Linked DNA regions of Mus musculus: region 1 is linked to region 2. A link is a contact called in public Hi-C data. All regions are on one chromosome and are shown on one strand. Each heading gives the region's core, a stretch centred on a gene start, on an enhancer-like site or on the middle of the called end of the contact. The rest is flanking DNA. Distances are from core to core; before and after follow the strand shown.

The links. Hi-C and Micro-C count contacts between places; a contact is called where the count stands out from the background.
Region 1: a contact with region 2 is called in a Hi-C map of uterus, with 2.8 times the contacts expected there. The contact joins two enhancer-like sites. A contact is called at or near these places in 1 of 484 Hi-C or Micro-C datasets (uterus) and 1 of 115 datasets of contacts at active chromatin or transcription factors (kidney).

Annotation. Positions count from the first base shown.
Region 1 is chr3:63,869,079-63,875,617 of GRCm38.p6, forward strand. It overlaps Plch1 (phospholipase C, eta 1), which reads right to left. Exons shown (of 24, transcript NM_001370984.1): 3 at 1,578-1,696. The coding sequence starts at 1,656. Among named protein-coding and RNA genes, the nearest start is that of Plch1, 27 kb to the right of the region's middle. Within about 2 kb of position 2,378, at least 33 of the 459 cell types and tissues checked have an H3K27ac peak or open chromatin away from gene starts, as enhancers often do. A contact at or near this core is called in uterus, where this site is marked.
Region 2 is chr3:63,408,961-63,415,436 of GRCm38.p6, forward strand. No RefSeq gene overlaps it. Among named protein-coding and RNA genes, the nearest start is that of Gm34240, 27 kb to the right of the region's middle. Within about 2 kb of position 4,106, at least 35 of the 459 cell types and tissues checked have an H3K27ac peak or open chromatin away from gene starts, as enhancers often do. A contact at or near this core is called in uterus, where this site is marked.

The DNA of each region.
Region 1 (6,539 bases), core at 1,128-3,627, 460 kb after region 2:
TCGTGATAGCTAACCACCATTGTCAACTTGACTCTTCAGACTCACCTAAGAGACATACTTTTGGGTGTATCTGTGAGAAAGCTTCCAAAGAGTTAACTGAGGAGGAAAGATTCACTCTAACTGTGGACTTTGGAGCTCCAGAATGAATTTTTAAAAATGGGGAAAAGGAGAAAAGGAGCTAGGCACAAGCATTCATCTATACTTCTTGAGGTAGTGCGACTAGCTGACTCTTGCTGTTACCTCCATAGTTAAAACACTTGACACCACTCCCCCCCCCCCAGTGATAGGCTGTGCCTTCAAGCTGTGAGCCAAAATAATTTCTTCCTTGAAATAAAAAAAAGGCAAATAAAGACCGAGATATAGAAACATGCTAACTGAAATATAACTATAAAAACATATCAGAATTTTATTCACATCATAACTATGGTTTTAACTCTCCAGGTGAAGACATTTACAATAAGGAAAATGGCAATAAACTGCGTCATTTCAACAATACAGTAACACTCTGTCCCTTGAGACAGATAAATCTTAACAGAAAATACCATACGGCTGACAACATGAGTGTAGACACGAAGCAGCCAACAGCACTCTTGGGTGAGCTTCAGAGGAGAGCAAGACAGATCCTCACTTCTGAAGTAATATCCCAGTTACTTCCCACATCTTCCGTGTTGACAATAATGAAATGACAATAATGAGAGAATCAGCCTAGAAAGATGGACTGCAATTTAGGGGTTAGCTAAGGTGACAGTCTCAGCCTCCTTTCTTTACTTGTAAGATAAAGTCACCCTCTGCAGGGTCACACGAGGAGTCTTGAGAAGAGCGCCATACAACTACTGGAGCCAGTGGGTAGAGTAGCACTTGTCACAGACTTACCTTTAAAGTAATGATACACATTAAATCTGTTACCAAAATGAGGGATGAAATCCACAATGCGAAAGTTGAAAATAAACAGTAGTGTGTTTAATTAAGCATCACTCAGGTCTCATGAAACCTTTGCATCTCCTGGACTTCTGATGGACATTGCTCTACAAATTCCAATACCCCCGAAACCTTTGGCTCACAAATAAATTACTCCCATGGGAATATCTTGGTAGGAGGATGGACAAAGCTTATCCCTGACTATGAGACACTAAACAAGAAGCTATAGCCTGGTTAAAGGCAATGGTCTAAGACAATTATTATTTATCAGGAAAATGACCTGTATTAATAACCCTCTGTTGAGCTACAGTAACCCACCCAGCAGACATTCTGAAGTGTAGCAAGGTTCTCTGTTCTCTTTTCCTGTGGTCTGATACACTGGTTAAGTTTTCAAACCCCAAATAGTTACAACCATTGAAAAGGTACATTTTGGGAGTCAACAGGAGTAGAAAGGCTGAGTGGTAGGAAGAAGAACACCATTGCTGTTTTTTGAGGAAGTTCACGTTGATGAAAACTGCAGGTCACGGTCTGGTGGAATTTTAAGACAAACTCAAGCTCTTGGTTCAGCCCAACAATTAGACCATACTTGCATCCAAAACAGTACAATGAAAGTAATTTTCCGAAAGCAGAGTCTCAGCTACATAAGTACAACAGCTCACCATGAAACACGCGGTTGTCCACCAGAAAATGTCTGCGGTACTGCACACAGTTCCTCTTCTCACCGTTCCAGTAGTTCATTGTTGGAAGATGTCTGGCACAGCATCCAAATGAAATTGCCCTATCAAGAGAGACAGAATGAGACAGAAATGAAGAAAAGAGCAGGCACACGCTCACCCAGACAGCACATTGCCATGTGTTGCCTAGCACTGGGGGCAACATACAAGGCTAAAATGTAGACCAGGACTCCTCCAGCCCATAACAAACTTCCCACAGAACTTCCAAGAACTTGAATGCTGCTTTTTTTTTCCCCCATACCAAAACAATAACTCTTTCCAACAACATCATCCTGCACTCAGCTACTGCTGTCTGCTGAGGAAAGCAAGCTATCATTAAGCAGGTTTCAGGACTATATTTTGTGTTCCAGGTCTCAATTGCATTCTATCAGGATCCAAAACAGTCAATACTAATCAATTTCCAGAGGTCTCACTAGCAGGTGAGCTATTATTCTCAACTCCTGAATTTTGTGTTGGTGACATCCGGGTAGGTTATGTAACCAACTCGCAAAATGTTAGAAATTATTGCAGAGTCTAATTGGGCACAGATATGCCAAACTATAACAAAGTTTACTTGCCTTCTTTTAGTTCATTGGAGGTATTTATTTAGGGCCACTAATCCTTGGATCCACCCAGGCTTACAGATGTAACTAGAGCTGGCCAGGCCTCTAGCATAATGTGCTCACAGAACCTGCAGAGATTCCAGCCTCTGCAGAGACCAAACACTTGAAAAGCAGAGATCTGAGCTGATGAATTAAACTGCAAAGCCAATGTGCATGACCCTGAACAAGGAAGCCTTTGTTCACAAGGTTTGGCTAGTGACGTTTCAGAATTCCAACCTCCTTTCGGTTCACATCACAATGCTGGAGGTGGGGGGGAACAGTAGCAGGAAGAAAAAAAAAAACCAAAGAACCAAAAAAACCAACCCCCCCCCAAAAAAAAACCAAAACCAAACAAACAAACAAAAAACATAACAAAACTGCAAGGCTGGCAAGAAGCAAACCCCACAGGTGGAAAACAGTTTTGTCATCTGTCCTATTGCAACAGTCTATAGTTTTGTAAATGTACCCCAGTGGCTTAGTGAAAAAGGTAAGGTATCCCAGTGGGATAAGGTGTCACACTGGGACAGCTAGTGGAGGCTCCAGGAGCTTGGTAAGTTTCTCCTTAACCTTCCACAACGGGGATCTTATCTACCGTTCAGACTGCTTGCTGCTCCACACAATCCTGAATCCCTCCCCTTCTTTTCACTTCATCCCTGCCAGCTTAGAATGATGCTCCTGTTTCTTAAGCTGAGGGGGTAAAGAAAAGCATGTGGGACCACGGAGAGAAATGCTGCAGAACAGCTGACTACAGAAACAAGCCTACCTTTGCCCTCCAAAGCCAACATCTCATATTATATCCCAAATATTTTTAGATGTATAAATAATGTAGTAAAGGGTGGAGTGTGCCTTATAAAGCACGTGCTTAGAAGTACAGTGCCCTGAATTTGATATCCAGCAACACAAGTAAATTCACCAAAAACAATGAAATGTTATTATTTTTTTTTCAAAACTGCAGTACTGAAGTACCCCCATGTTCTTTCCTGTTCTGGTATCCTCTTTCCTCATTGCAAATCTCTCTCCTAGAATAACTATTTTTTAATATTCATTATTCCAGCATTTTACCTAAATACACAATTTTGAAGTCCTCTGTATTATTAAGGGCACTACCTTTTCCAAGAAAATACGTTTTTCATAATTAACAGTAGTATCGCTCACTTACAAAATATGTGCATGTCACTTACACTTGCTAATGTACATGGAACTAAAAAGAAGACCATCCCCAGTGGAGAGATAAGGACACCAACCCACCTATAAAACTTTTCACCCCAAATTTGTCCTTCCACAAGAAATGCAGAGACAACAATGGAGCAGAGATTGAGGGAATGGCCAACCAATTACTGACCCAACTTGAGACCCATCCCATGGGTAAACAGCAATCCCTGACACCTTTATACATGTAGACCAAAGCCTAGCATAACAGTCCTCTGAGAGGCTACACCCAGCTGCTGACTGACACAGATGCAGAGACCCACAGCCAAACATTGGATGGAGCTTGGGGAGTTTTATGGAACAGTTGTGGGAAGGATTATGGGCCCCAGAGAGGATGGGAAATCCACAGGAAGATGAACAGAGTCAACTAACCTGGACTCTTGGGAGCTCCAGGGACTGAACCACCAACCAAAGAACATATGCCCTCTGTGGATTCTGTTTTCCTAACAGAAAAGGCTGCCTTGTCTGGCCTCAGTGGGAGAGGATTGGCCTAGCCCTGAAGAGACTTGATACGCCAGGGTGTGGGAGATGTGGGGGGTGGGGGTGGGGCAGGGGGGTGAGGGTGGATCCACCCTCTCAAGGAAGAAAGTAAGGGGGAGGGACTGTGTGAAGCAGGGACTGAGAGGAGGAGGAGGGGCAGTGATCAGGATGTAAAGGGAATTTAACAATAATAAGAAAAAAGACCCTATCTCTATTCATGCTCATTTTCCCTTGCTAATTCAATTTTGTGGGTTTTTTTTTTTTTGTCATTATCAGATTTTGCTCCCTGTGCTCATCGCTGATCCAGATGTTTATAGTTAGCAAAGCAGGTACTCATGCAGCCTTCTCATCCACGCCCTATTAATCTTCGGAGACAGGTACTGTTATCTCCTTCTACCACACCAAAGAAGAGGAGATGCTATTAGACTGATTTGTTTACACTGCCAGGAAAAGTCAGAAACACAACCTTCAATCATATCTTCAGATTCCAAACGCAAGTTTCTAACCTCCACAGGCCATAAGGGACAAGGCTGTTATCCAATGTGAAGGTTTAAAATATGTCCTGTAGCCAGGCGTGAGATTCCCTGCCTATGATCTCAGCACTTGGAATGTGGAAGCTGGAGGATATTATGTTCAAGGACAGCCTAGGGATAATAATGAAATCCTGTGCAAAATAATAAATTAAAACAAAAACTCGTGGGTCTGTGTAGGTCTATGTGTATGGGATGTGTTCTGCAAATTCACAATGATGACAGCTAAGATACTGGGTGCAGCAACTCCATTCTAACCATAAAATCAGCAAAACTGATGAAAAATCTTTTTTTTTAATTTGGCAAAGATATGATATATATTATTATTTTTCTTTTCTTTTTTTAAAGCATTTTTACTAGATATTTTCTTCATTTACATTTCAAATGCTATCCCTATACCCTCCTGCCCCCCCCCCCAATTCACCCACTCCCACTTCCTGGCCCTGGCATTCTCCTGTACTGGGGCATATAATCTTGGCAATACCAAGGGCCTCTCCTCCCATTGATGGCCGAATAGGCCATCCTCTGCTACATATGCAGCTAGAGACACAGCTCTGGCGGTACTGGTTAGTTCTATAGGAGGAACAAAATCTTTCAACATAAAAAAACTTAAAATGTCCTAGCCTGCTTCTTGGTTACTATGCTTAAACACTGACCAAAAACAACTTGTGGGGAAAAAAAAAAGGTTTATTTTATTTGAGCTTATACTCTATTGTCCATCATCCAGAGAAATCAAGGCAAGAACCAGGAGACTGAAACTTAAGCAGAGACCACAGAAGAATGTTTCTTATTGGCTTGCTTCTGCTCAGCTAGAAAGCATTAGATGAAGATGATGAGGACGAGGAGGAGGAGGAGGAGGAGGAGGAGGAAGAAGAGGAAGAAGAGGAAGAAGAAGAAGAAGAAGAAGAAGAAGAAGAAGAAGAAGAAGAAGAAGAAGAAGAGGCCTAGGTGTGACACTACCTATCCACAGAGCTAGGCCTCCATCAATTAGCAATCCAGAAAATGCCGCAGACACGAGCATACACCAGACTGATGAAAAGTTCTTTGATTGAGGTTCTCGGGTGTGTCAAGCTAATAACCAAGGTCAGATTCACAAAATGTAAACATCTTTTACTTGATTCCCTCTCTCTTCAGCCTGGAGAATTTAACCACCAAGTTGTGATGGAGCCCTGGTTGAAATATTCTAGTCACCAATATATCCTGTGGCCTCAACATCTGTATTTCCCAAGTTCATATGTAGAAATCTTCAATGGTGATTTCAGGAGGTGAATCATTGGGGTTCTATCCTCTGAAGGGCTCTAGAAGGCATAAGCATGGCAAATATGGTGACTTTTACACTTCTCCTTGCCAAAAACAATTAGATTACATTCCTAAAGTTAGCCCCCAAAGTCCACTCTTTATTTGGCCACTGACTCAATCCTGGAACAAAACACCAAGGTCCAACAATCAAATTTTTTTATTTGGATAATATGTCCGATCAGGACTTACCAACTCACTCTAGCACCAACTTTACCCTTTTCTCCTTAAAAACCTACTCCTGAAAAAAATTAAAAATCTGCTTTCTTGTTTGCTTGCTTGCTGCTTCAGTTATTGCTGTTGCTGCCACGGCTGTGGCTTGCTGCCTGCCTTTGCAGCCTCCACTGCTTGACCATCTAGGATAATAAAACTCCTTTATGCTGAGAATTTAGTGTCAGGATATGTCCTATATCAATTGGGAAGGGCAGCATCTCCCTTACACCCACCCTGGGAATTTGTGTCTTTTATGTAAGAGGCATAAGAGCTAGCCTACTGTGCACACCATGTGAGGATACAAGAAGTCAGCAGTCTGCAGCTGACAGAGGCCCACACTAGATAACAAATCTGGCTTGATCCTGGAATCCCTAGCTTCCACAACTGGAAGAAATGATTTTCTATGATTTGTAAGCCACCTTGTCGACACCTGTTCTAACGACTCAACTGGATCGACAGGATGAGAATAAATGAACAGGTAGTGGAGCCTGCACAGTGCTTGCTGTTCAAATATGAGATCCTGAGTTCAGTACCCAGAACCCACATTTAAAAAAATACAAATCAGGTGTGGTGGCAGG
Region 2 (6,476 bases), core at 2,856-5,355:
ATTTTGCTTATGTTGCTGGAATATCTTTTCATTATCCAACCTTGTTCCTCTTAACCTGTTGAGTACATACCAACCCTGAATATGACCCGTGGGGTACCTCAGGATAAAGTGCACATAGCACATTATTTTATTTACCCCTTCTGAATAATATCTTTTCAGCCACATCTTTATTTAACCTTTTTATGCGTATCATTCCCCCACAACAGCACCTAACTCTGCTTCACTATCATTGCATTCCCCTAAATAAAATGAAATGGGAAGTGAACCTGTGTCTCATGCAAACAGTCAGGTCAGCAATAAAATAAAGGAGAAAATAGTAAAAATCAAAACCTAGGATTCTGCAGTTCCTTAAATGACCCGAGTCTCCTGAAGGGAAATTGTGGGCAGGTTTTATTGTTCAAGAAATTCACAGCTTGTTCATCTTATCCCATCTTCCACACTGATACCTCAACTAAAAATTTTTTCTAGATCTGGTTCATCTTCCAGAAATCCGTGTTTAAATCACTGTCCTACCCTCTCTCTTTACATTTGTGTATCTGTCACCCTCAGGATCTCAGTCATACTTCCTCACTACTTTTCAGTCCTTCAGAACGTTTCACTTTTAAACTTTTCCTTTTATGAAGCTCAGTTTGTGCTAAAATGTTGATGTAAGCAGTCAAATACTCTGAATAAAATACTTAAACTTTCAAGCTTTTATTTTTCCCCATTACACACCAACACCCCACCATGGAAGAAGACAATTGGCTATATGCCATTGAGGCCCACCATTGTACAAGAAAATTGTGTATATATTTCTATCATCTGTGGTTGTGGAAAACACTGGACAGACCCAATTTCTCTCTCTCTCTCTCTCTCTCTCTCTCTCTCTTTCTTCTTCTTCTTCTTCTTCTTCTTCTTCTTCTTCTTCTTCTTCTTCTTCTTCTTCTTCTTCTTCTTTTTCTTCTTCTTCCTCCTTCTCATCCTCTTTCTCCTTCTCCTCCTCCTCCTCTTCTTATTCCTCCTGTCTGTGGATCAAGATATAAAACTCTCAGCTACTGCTCCAGTGCCATGCCTGTCTTCTTCCTACCATGATGATCATGAATTGATCCTCTAAACCTGTAAACAAGCCCACAGTTGAATAGTTGAATTTCTTTTTTTTTTTAATATTAGAGTTGCCTTGACCATGGTGTCAACTAAAACTCAATGCAGTTCACAGCAATAGAGCAGTAAATTAGACACCGTCTACTAAAGACAAATGGAAATGTGCATACCAATGAGATGACTGCTTATTCATTAATACATAAAGAGATAAGTATTAGCTTAATATTAGTTACAAGACATGAAGCATCATAATTTTCCAGAACCTAATCATCAATTCTGAGAATTCTGCTTTGCATAAATACAAAGTGACAGAATCAGGATTGGAGTCATTAAAAAAATATTCGAAATTCTGTCCTAATCCCAAGTCAAAATTCCTTTAGCAGCAGTTTATGAAACTCAAGTCAGCACCTGAAACAGCAATTTTACAAATCAATTATAGCACAATACAATGTAAAGACATAATAATTTGACACTTTAATGCTAAGGAACAATAGTATGAAAATATTAGGTCACTGTTTCCATATAAAAAGATTATGTTTCCATAAGAACAGAAACTTTTGCAGGTACAGTACAGTAAAGCACTGCAGTTCCTAACATATAATACTCTTGGAACTTGCTTTTGTTTTCCAGCCCTCATCCCCATGGCATGGAGAGGTGATGCACACAGCTAAAAATGGGAAAGTTATATTTATCAGCAAGCCAGCAGGGAAGTCACCAAGTATAACAAGGGTATGCCAAAACACCCTGATTCATTTTGCATTTGATTTTGAAAAAAATTTTAGTCATCATGCATTCCAAACCCTTTATTGCTACTAAAATTTTCACAACCCCGGCACTCATTCTATGATACCATGTAGACCCTGATCCACACTTTTAAGAAGCCAGGGTCTAAAGCCCTATGCTAGTCTTATGGCTTTTATATCTGCTTCATTAATTCAAATTCTTTAGGTTGTTTTCCAACAAGTTTCATCTGACAGGAGTTGCACCCCATTCTCAGGTCTCTTCTGCTACCATGGAGATTCCCTGTCTCCCCAGAATACACCCCGAGTAGAGCTAAAAATAACCTGGAAGCATAGAAAAATTCTGTGGTCCCAGCATCATCCCAGACCATTTAATTCAAATATATTGTCATGTTCCTGTATTCATGGGCAGCTGTGCGTGAGTCATTGTCTGCCCAAGCTCTTTCGGTTTGCTTCCGTATTGGTGACTACCTTCCCCAGAAGCTTCAAGGATAGCTGTCCTTTCTCTTAGTCTTAGAACTTTCCAAGTTACCAAGTTCAAACAGAATTTTTTCTCTCTCCCTCCAAAATGTCAAGGCATTCCTCCATTGTGGTTTAGCTGAACACTGCTGTAGAGATACATGAAGCCATTCTGTTCTGTGTTTTATTGCTATGAACTGCTTTTCTCAAAAGGTGTCCATAGGATCTCCCATTAGTTTCTATATTCTGAGAGCTTTTCATAATTGCTCTGGCCTCAAACTATCTTCATTCATTTTTTTTTCATGCATTTACAGCCTCATCTAGTTTTGTGAACCAAATCTTTTATTTCAGAGAAACTTTCTTAAACACTCCCACTCATGGCTTCCTTCATTTGTGCTTGTTCTTTTCTTCTTAAACTCACACATTTTGAAGAGCAGATGCTCATACCTTTGGTTTTTTTCTAGTCTACTTTCAATTATTTTGGGTCATAGGACATGCTGGATAGCTATCCTTGCTCTAATTTGAATGTTGCAACCCTGATCCTGGATGCCTCAGAATGGGACTAGGGTTTTTACAAAGATAAGAAGTGAAATAGGTCATTAAGGGGGCACACTAGCCCAATAAGTCTAATATTTTGATTAAAAAAAAACTGATTTGGGCACAGGAACACATAGAGGAAGACAGAGTGTGACCAGGGAGATGGCCACCCACAGACCTCAGAATATCCTAGTCACATTGGTTCCTAAAGCACAGACTTCCAGAGTCTGAGAAATTTGTGTTCCTTGGGCCACCCAGACTGTGATATTTTATTCTTGCTCCCTGGTGAGAGAACACAGTCTGCTTTATAGGAGATTTTCTCAATTCTATTTTCCAACAACTATCAAGGAATTTTTGAAATAAATATTTGCTATCACATTTTATGTTTTAAAGACTCCTCTTTTGTTCCCTAAATGATCCATTTGTTCATGCTTCAAGGACACAGTATCTTTTCCTCTTCCCCTGAGGACATGGTAGTTTTCGTTTCCAGGTTTACATGTTTATGCAGTTTACCTACTGTATGGGCGTCTTTATCTTTCAGACTGGGGGTTCTCTTAGTTATCTGTTTGCTCATATTTATGAGTAAGGCAATAAAAGGGTAGACTTGAAGTTTGTGGGTGCTCAATGGGGTTTGTTGACTGATCTCATGCCCTTTGATCCTTAACTCAAAGGTTCAAAACTGTGCTTGTAGACTGAGTCTGACATGAATGTGTCTGTATTTTGTTTTGTTTTTCTTTGGATCCGTGGTGCCTTTAAACTGGTATGTTGTTTTTTAATTACCCACAAACCTCGCTCCTCTTGTTTGATTTGAGCAGCTTATAAGTTTGAAATTAATACCTACCTCTTCATTGAAACCAGTGAATTTCTTGAACATAAGTTTGAAGTCACTGCCTCTGGGATAAGTTCCATAACACTCACAGCTGGAGTCCAACTCTGCCTCCTTGGATATCAAGTTTCACTCCCCTTTCAGTGCCTCTGCCTGTTTTCCTGTGGTAGCAGACTTTTGATGTATATGTGGAAATCCCCATGAAAATGCTCACACAGAGGAGACAGGGATTGGGGCAGATTAGTAAGAAAATACATATTGAAAACCTCAACATTTAAAGGGACAGGAGTTCAAGCAAGGACGGAGATTATAATTTGATCTTCGTCAATCTAGAATGTTGAGTATTTGATGGTCAAAAATCATTAACCGTAGTTCTTCCTCTCAATGTAAATACCATGTCATGCAATGTGGCTTTAATAGACTTCCAGATGATTACAGAGACTATCATTTGTTTCTTGCGATGGAACATTTTTCAAGCAGAGACAAAAAGGAAATAAAAAAATAGAAGCCAAGACATATTTAAGGGAAAGAGGAAGTTTCTGTGCATATACATTAATTTGAATCACATGACCTTTTAGAAGTCAGCCTGCTAAAGCATTCATCTGGGCATATCTGCCAAGGTGTCCGTGAGCAATAAATTATTTGTAGCAAAAGTTGTCAGAGCAGTTTTCAAAAGTCTGAGTCCTTGGGATGTTTGCTGCATTTGGTCCACTTTGGTTGTTATTGCAAAGTGCCCCTCATGATCAACAGCACCTGGACTTCTATCTGCTTATTTCTGGGAACACGAGCTCTGGGAGCACAACCTAACATGCTACCCTTGTAGCATCCCATCTATGAGGGAACTATTTCCTTTCTCCTCCTTATTCAGCTACACATGCTGGCCCTATTAAACACGATTAGCTAACTCTTTGTTCCTATTAATCTTTCACTCCCACGATGATTTGAGCACTGTGGGTTTTTAATTATTAAGAGAGCCCTGGGAGTTGCCAAATATAGACTCATTCATGTGAACAGTAAACAAACTATGTTTGGATTCTCACAAATTTATGAGGCTTGAAAGACCTTGGAAAACCAGATGGATTTCAAGAGCTCTGTCTCCAACTATTCCAAATTGACACTAAGAATGAGGGGCAGACAGTGGAGTAGACAGCCATCAGGCAACTGTTCCATGCAAACTGGAGCCCAAGGGGATATTTATCTTTGCTATAAAAGCCCTATCTGTGAAATGGGCAAAATAATTGCATGTACTTCGGAAAGCTTTTGTGAAGGCCAGTTGAGATAATTTATTTGGCACACCTTAACAAGAACAGCAAGGTTAAAGCCTGGCATCACATGAACTCATGAAAGAACAATTGTTCATTATTTAAGAAACTAGTTAGACCTTCACAGCTGCCAACTATGATGCTAAAATAAACGAGTTGAATTATACTAGAAGTACTCAGAATGTGTATCTGTATCAATGATTTTTAATATGATACTTGAGAACAATTATAAAAATGTAAGCTTACAGATTCTAATTTTTATTACTGTAGAAACAACTTTAAAAGTAAAGTAATGAAGTCCTGGATTCAAACCAGTTTTTCCAGAATTTTTAGGGGTAGGAAAGATGGCCTAGTGGGCAGACCCTCTTGCTGCCACTCCTAGTAAGCCCAGTTTGATCTTTGGAACCCACATAGTTTGAAGGAGAGAACTGATTCCCTCAAATTGACAGGTACCTCCACATGCATGTTGTGGTACATGCGCACCCACCTACATACGTGCATGTACAATATAATTACATAAAATGTAATTTAAAAAAATCTTTAGGTTGAATGAGAAACTTTAATTTGATGGGTTCTGAATTAAGTACTGTATCCTTATCAACCATGTGCTTCAAGGCTGTATGCAGCAGAATCCACACTCTGCTAGTAAAGACGAAGGCCATGGAAGAAAGACACAAACTACATAAAACAAATAATCCAAAGGAGATTTGCATCACCATTTTAATTTTTATTTTCTGGGTCAAAATAAACAAAGTGTTTTTCAGACAGGATTTTTTAAATAAAATCTTTGTTGTTTTACTTTCCACAAGGTCATTTTCTTTGGTCCAAATCAGTGGAAAGTTGATATAGTCAACATATCAGTTATTGCTGTTTTTTCTAAGTCATTGTATAAACTGTCTGATTTAAAAATCTATGGTTGAAAAGATAACTCATGGGTAAAGGTTCTTGCCAGCAAGCCTGTCAATCCAAGTGCCAGCTCCAGGACTGAAGGAGAAAACTGATTCCTGAAAGTTGTGCCCTGGCCTCCTGCCCCATGTACATGTGCACGTGCGCACAGACACACACACACACACACACACACACACACACACACACACACACACACACACACACACACAATAAATGAATTATTCTATTTTTTCTTTCTATCTTTCTATCTTTCTATCTTTCTATCTTTCTATCTATCTATCTATCTATCTATCTATCTATCTATCTATCTATCTATCTATCTATCTATCTTGAGAGATTAGCCCAGGAGAGATGATTGAGTAATAAAAAGAGTTAAGATCATAAGTTGCTCTTCCAGAAGATCCAGGCTCAATTTCCAGCACCCACATGGCAGCACCATCATCTGCAACATCTGTATCTCCAGTTCCAGATGAGCCAGTGTTCTCTTCTAGTCTCTGTGGATGCTGCACACATATGGTGCACAAATATATTCAGGCAAAAATAATCATACATAAAATAAAAACAACTTCTTAAAAATGAATGTACATTAGCCTTTCTCTAATCATCATCTATAGATCACTTATTCTGGATATTAATTAATATATCACAAGAAACTTAACCAAC